2 separate regions of the Drosophila melanogaster genome follow, and region 1 is linked to region 2. Evidence: chromatin contacts called from public Hi-C data. All regions are on one chromosome and are shown on one strand. The core of a region is the stretch at or near the end of the contact, and the rest is flanking DNA. Distances in the headings are between cores, read along the strand shown.

Evidence for each region. Hi-C and Micro-C count contacts between places; a contact is called where the count stands out from the background.
Region 1: a Hi-C map of the Kc167 cell line shows a contact between it and region 2, with 4 times the contacts expected there. A contact is called at or near these places in 2 of 107 Hi-C or Micro-C datasets (the Clone 8 cell line and the Kc167 cell line) and 1 of 7 datasets of targeted methods (the Kc167 cell line).

Annotation. Positions count from the first base shown.
Region 1 is chr3L:16,358,153-16,360,897 of dm6, reverse strand. It overlaps ringer (ringmaker), which reads left to right and starts at 1,470. Exons shown (of 3, transcript NM_140624.3): 1 at 1,470-1,599.
Region 2 is chr3L:16,176,155-16,179,020 of dm6, reverse strand. lncRNA:CR45755 (long non-coding RNA:CR45755) reads left to right here and starts at 1,386. Exons shown (of 1, transcript NR_124954.1): 1 at 1,386-1,676. lncRNA:CR45754 (long non-coding RNA:CR45754) reads right to left here and starts at 2,211. Exons shown (of 1, transcript NR_124953.1): 1 at 1,765-2,211.

The DNA of each region.
Region 1 (2,745 bases), core at 221-2,720, 180 kb before region 2:
CTGTGCCCTGATTTGTGTACCACCATTGGTTCTTTGAACTGCCTTCGTGGCTAATTAAAGGTGCACTTAAGATAGGCCAGGTGGCAAGAATCATGTTTTTCATTTTTCAGGACTGGGAGTACTTTGATTTTATGTCCTAGAAAAAAAGAGCAAACGAATCAGTCTAAAAGGTATTTCAGCTGTAAAACATTCCATAAATATAGGAAATTTAACTCTTTCTAATTTTAATTAAAGAATATTCTAAACGTCATCTGGTCAATAAACTAAATGAATATTGTAGAATGAAATATTTAAATTACATATCAAACATTGTATATTAAATAATAATAATCAATGGACCTCTGTTTGTAATACCTAATGCTTAATTTACGAAATTAATTAGAAGTCTCCTCAGGGTATTTCGTTTTCCAAGTTAGTCTTTCAGTTGCTTTGTATTTTGGTTTTGGGCCAGGGCTATGACTTCATCGAGTTGGCCACAAAAACTTACCAAATTCTTCCGACCGTCAGTTCTCATAAATCAATGTCAAAGGTTTTTTTTTCGTTCGTTTAGGGTTTGTTTTGGGTTTAGGACGGGCTTGTTGTTTCAGTATGTGTTTAATCATTTTATGGAGTGCGAAGTAATTTCCTTATGATTTCCTATTTGACTTTTACTTTTTCCTGAATGTCCAAAATAGAAAAGTTCAAAGAACCCATTTACCTAGTAAGGCGGTCGACAAATCTTAACCGCTTGAAATAAGTACTCATTTGCATAGCTAAGCATGAGCTCACTGGTTAGTATAGCCCAAGTCACACCCCAAAAACACGTCTAAGTAAGCCCAAAAGATACACCCTTCATTATTCGAATTGTCTGGCACTTGTTGTGTGTGTTTTTTGCCCAACAATTTCACGCATCGTTTTTTGTTTTTTTGCGCTTAAACAAATTTACTGACTACAAACTCACTGTTTTAGTAGCTCAGACTGTGTGGCGAACCCCTCCCCTTCTCTTTAGACAATATAAAATCAGGAAAAGCTTTAAGCTTTATTCCCTAGAATTTCACTCACAACAAACCAAAATTTTGAGTGTAACTTGTTGGTTTGATAAGATTCTGGTGTGTAGCGTCACTTTTGTTATTCTGAGTTGTTTTTAGGTCTCGTTTGTTTCTTTTTCTTTCTGATAAATGGCTTCGTCGTGTGGCTTTCGTTGTTAGTTTTCGTGTATAAAATTTTGCGAAATGAAGTCATCGCTTGAAAAAAAATTGGGGGGTCAGTAAAAGTGTCTATAAGATCCAAATCGTTTTCCTTATCTCATTCAGAAAGTTTTGGAATTTATGTTAGCTCACCAACGATTTGCCATCTTTTCTTTGGATAAAATGCTAAGGAGGATTTTCCTTTTTGAGTTTCTATTTCACTCAGCGAAAGCTCACTCAAAACAAAAATATCACTCATACGCCGCTTGGGCCTTCGCTAGCCACTGGCTGCGCATTTGTCCAAACAGTTGAGTTTCGACATCGCCAGCATTCGCGCGTTTGCCTTAAAGTGATTGGAAAATAGCCGAGGAATAAAACAAATATTTTTTTGGAAATATATTCAAGAATTTTTGGAACTTTTTTAATAACAAATGTAAGTTGGAAACGTTTCGAGAAAAATAATCTAGTTCGTTGGATTTATTTTTTTTTTTAAAATGTTACTGTATCCTGCATCTATAAGCAGACTCCGAGCCAAGGATATTTTTTTTATTCATTTTATGAGTAGCAGGTTCATATTTTCAAGAGCAGATTTTGACCCACTTACCGCGCATCGCGTTCCCCTTTTCTTTTGTTCCTGGGGAGCACCATTGTTTTCGATTTCCTTTGGGAGGTCCTGATTTAGGCGCATTTTCCCCGCTTCCGTGTGTATATATGCGTGCATTTGAATCATCAGTCTGAAATTCCAGTACCGAGACCCCCCAGGAAACCCCTTCTCCAAACTGGCGCTTGCGCGTTTCCCAGCTCCCAGTGATGTCATCTGGGCTAGTGGTGATGTAGCTACACATTTCATACACATATTATGTCCCGAGCATAAGTCCCCCTCCTAAGTCAATGATTTCTCTATTGCGTTGCGTGCTCTATCAGAATGCCCATGACTTCCTGTTTTGTTCCCCCCAAAATAAAAGTTCTCTTTAATTTATGCATTCAGTCCGAGGTGCTAATATTTCTGTGTGTTTATTAACACACGTAAACTCATATGTGGTGCAGTATTTCATGTTTCTCCCCCCAAAGTCGTTTGTTTTATAAATATACATCGAGATGACCCAAATTTCGCTTCCTCCATTCGCTTTCCAGCGGTCCACTTGAGGTAGGTTGGGTTTATAATTGCGTTCCCCTCTCCAGGAAGTCCATTCTTTTCGAAAATGGCTATCTATAATATTCATTCATATTCCTATTCAAATTGTGGTCATATGTCATATATATTGCCCAATTAACTTTTACCATTTTGGTAGAAAACTAATTAAAATGTTGGCAACGAATTCGCAATGCTCGACTGGAGCTGGATGAGAACTTGTTCTCCAAATCGAAAATACAGAGAAAGAATCCAAAACAGAGATGGGAAATGAGAAGAATCGAATTATTTATGGTCTGACAAGCAAGCGGATTATTTCTGATTTAGACTATCCACGCTCCCCATCAGACTGCCTGATTTTCTGCCATTCATTTCACGAGGGGTATCTGCACTTTGAGTTGCCAAAGAATATTAAGAAAATAATTTATTTTGTGTGAATATAGTATC
Region 2 (2,866 bases), core at 137-2,636:
TAAATATATATAAGTTTCTTAGTGATGTCTTCCATCAAAATGTAACTGGTATGCTGGGTATATTTCAAAATGGGTTATTGAAACCCTTTTGGTTTGAAAGTGTATGAGTTCGAAAAAAAAAATACCTATCCCAAAAAATCCTCACAAGCAACGACAACAACAACAGCAAGGGCAACAACAAATTGTGCCCAGCAGACAACAAGGAAAATGCAGACGGCAACAACAAGATGCAAAACGCAAATATCGGCAAGAGACGCTGATGACGACAGCGAAGCACAAACACAAACGCAAACACAAACACAAACAACCACCGACTGAGGCAGCAGACTTTTTGGTTTGCTGACGTTGTTGTTGTTGTTGCGGCTGTTGTTGTCGGTCTGCAGACGAGGAATACTTTTCAAGGTCACGCATAGAATTTCGGTATTTTGTTTCATGCGTCTGCTGCTGCACACACACATACTAACAAACAACACGAGTGCAAAGTGAAAGAGCGAGAAGGAAAACAGACTGCGACAGACTACACCTATCCCTTTTCGGCATTACCAGAGAGCTTTTAGCATACCCTGTAGTTAAGGAGGATGTGTGGAGGTCCTGGTTCAATAAAAAGTAAAACATACTAATACAAAATAAATGTAAAATATTATTCCTTCTTTCAAAGTATCATTTAGTATAATTATTGTTTATTGATTAAATGATATTGATACATAAACTTTGATTTTGCTTACTATCTCAGAAATGCTTAACCTAAAATTGTTAAATGCATACACATACATAAGAAACAGTTCCATGTGCAAGTGAATTTAATCAAAAGTGAAGCAAAACAGATTTAAGCAATTCAGCTAAATGATAAGTTAGTATATTATTATGTTTAAATGTATAAAAGCTCTTTAAAGTTTTGCAGCTTATCTATAAACAAACATTTTTTGACGTCTCAAACCATAAAAGTGGTTATATCTCTAAAAAAAAGTTCTCTCGTTTTCCGCGCTTTTTAATTGTTGTTATAAACTAAGATAGAAAGTGCAAGGGTCGCCAGATTCTACTGTTATATCAGAAATAAAGTTAAAAATATTTCACTTATCTGACAATTTTTTGTTTTGCATACTAAAGTGTAAAAGATATAATTTATTTTACATTACATAAATATGTAAGTGATTTATAGACGTACAGTCATGGAACAAACCTACATGCCCGCTTATGAAAACTGGGTATCCATCGCGTCGAGTTTCCGCGTGTGTCCTTCCGAAAATTTCCATGCATTTGGTGGGCTATATGTTGCATCGATGAGAGCGCAAAGAGAGCCTAGCCTGTGTTTGAGCAGAGCATTTGAATCACTTTGAGGCTGAGGCGTCTGGTGTCTGTGTCTCGCTGTCTGTACCCGTGTCTGTGTCTGACATTGAGCCACTTTGCGACCGGTCGCCTGTCTCCTGTCTCCAGTCTCCTGTCTGCAGTCTCCCGGCTCTCCCCTCATCACCACGAATGCTCTCCACATCGTCAGTGGCCGCCGTCTGGCGGGGAGAGCTGTAATCGTGGGCACACCGAAAGAATATATTCCCCAATGATCTGAAACTAAGAATCCATAAGTTAGGTTTATTACGAAGACAGCAATGAAATAAATTCGTATCCCGTTGAAAATAAGCCATCTATGCTTGAAAACGAACTAGGAACTAAGCAAATACATTCTTCATTATAATATTACATTGAAAATAAAGAATATTTGGATATGATATTATCAAGAAAGTGAAAGGATAACACATCATACATTTTCCCGGTGCAGTCTTTGGATTTCGTGGGGAGGAGAAGTTCGGGGTTTGGTTGGATTCCAACCGAAAAAATTGCCTTAATAGCGCATTTTCGTTGATTTTTTTGGCACTTGTTCTTGTTGTTGGCCGTAGTTGTCCTTGAAGTCGCTCACGTTGCGACGACTGCCTTTCAATCGCCCTTTCCTTGCAGTCTGCCCTCCACTCCTCTCGCTCGCACTCGCTCGCTCCGCCGTCTCCCCGTCCTTGTCGTCAGCCAGGGATTCGAGTCGACTTTAAGGACTTCGTCGGCGCTTGGCTTGTCCTTTATTTCTTTTAATGAGACACTTGTGTATCCTTTGCAGAGAAGGTACATACAAGTGTTCTTTTCTTAAGCTTTGTTCGACTTTTTCTTCGGTTATTTTCTCGTCTTCTTTTGCTACTCTTCCGTGATGCACTGGAAATAAATAAATGTATGTAAATGTTAATTAAATTGAAATTTAATCTGATTTAATAACAATGCGTGTCAGTATTTTTAAGAAACTAAACTTTATCTACATCTAGTTTATAAACGTGAAAATACATAGTCAACTTAAATGTGGGCAAGCTTAAAAAATTAAACCACATACATTAATTAAAAATACATTTTTCACAAGGACTTCTTTTTCGAAAAGATTATGTTCCTATATCAAATTGTACATGCCCAAACATATTTTCTGACAAATCGTCAAGAAACTCCTATTACTTTACTTTTGCAAATTACCTTTATTGTAATTATGTTCATATTTCAAATCTACGATCTCGATTTCTCTCTATGTACGTTTTTCGTGACTTTTTTTGACCTGGCATTTAATAGGATAATAAGCAAATAGGCTTATGTAAGGCAAGGAAAAAAGGACACACATTCCCATCGAGGAGCCGTTGACAATGACGTTAGTCCGGAGAGCTGAGGGCACACAAAAAAAAGGAAGAAGCCCAACAGTCAACAGTTCATCTGGCAGTTTGAGGGTGGCTAACAGGAGGGGGGGGGGGCGGATGAGAAGGATGGAGGACGGGTGAGTGAGGTGAGCCTCTGGGTCTGAGTATCTGAGCCCTCTGGACTGTGGCCTCGCCTGCACTTATCGTAATTT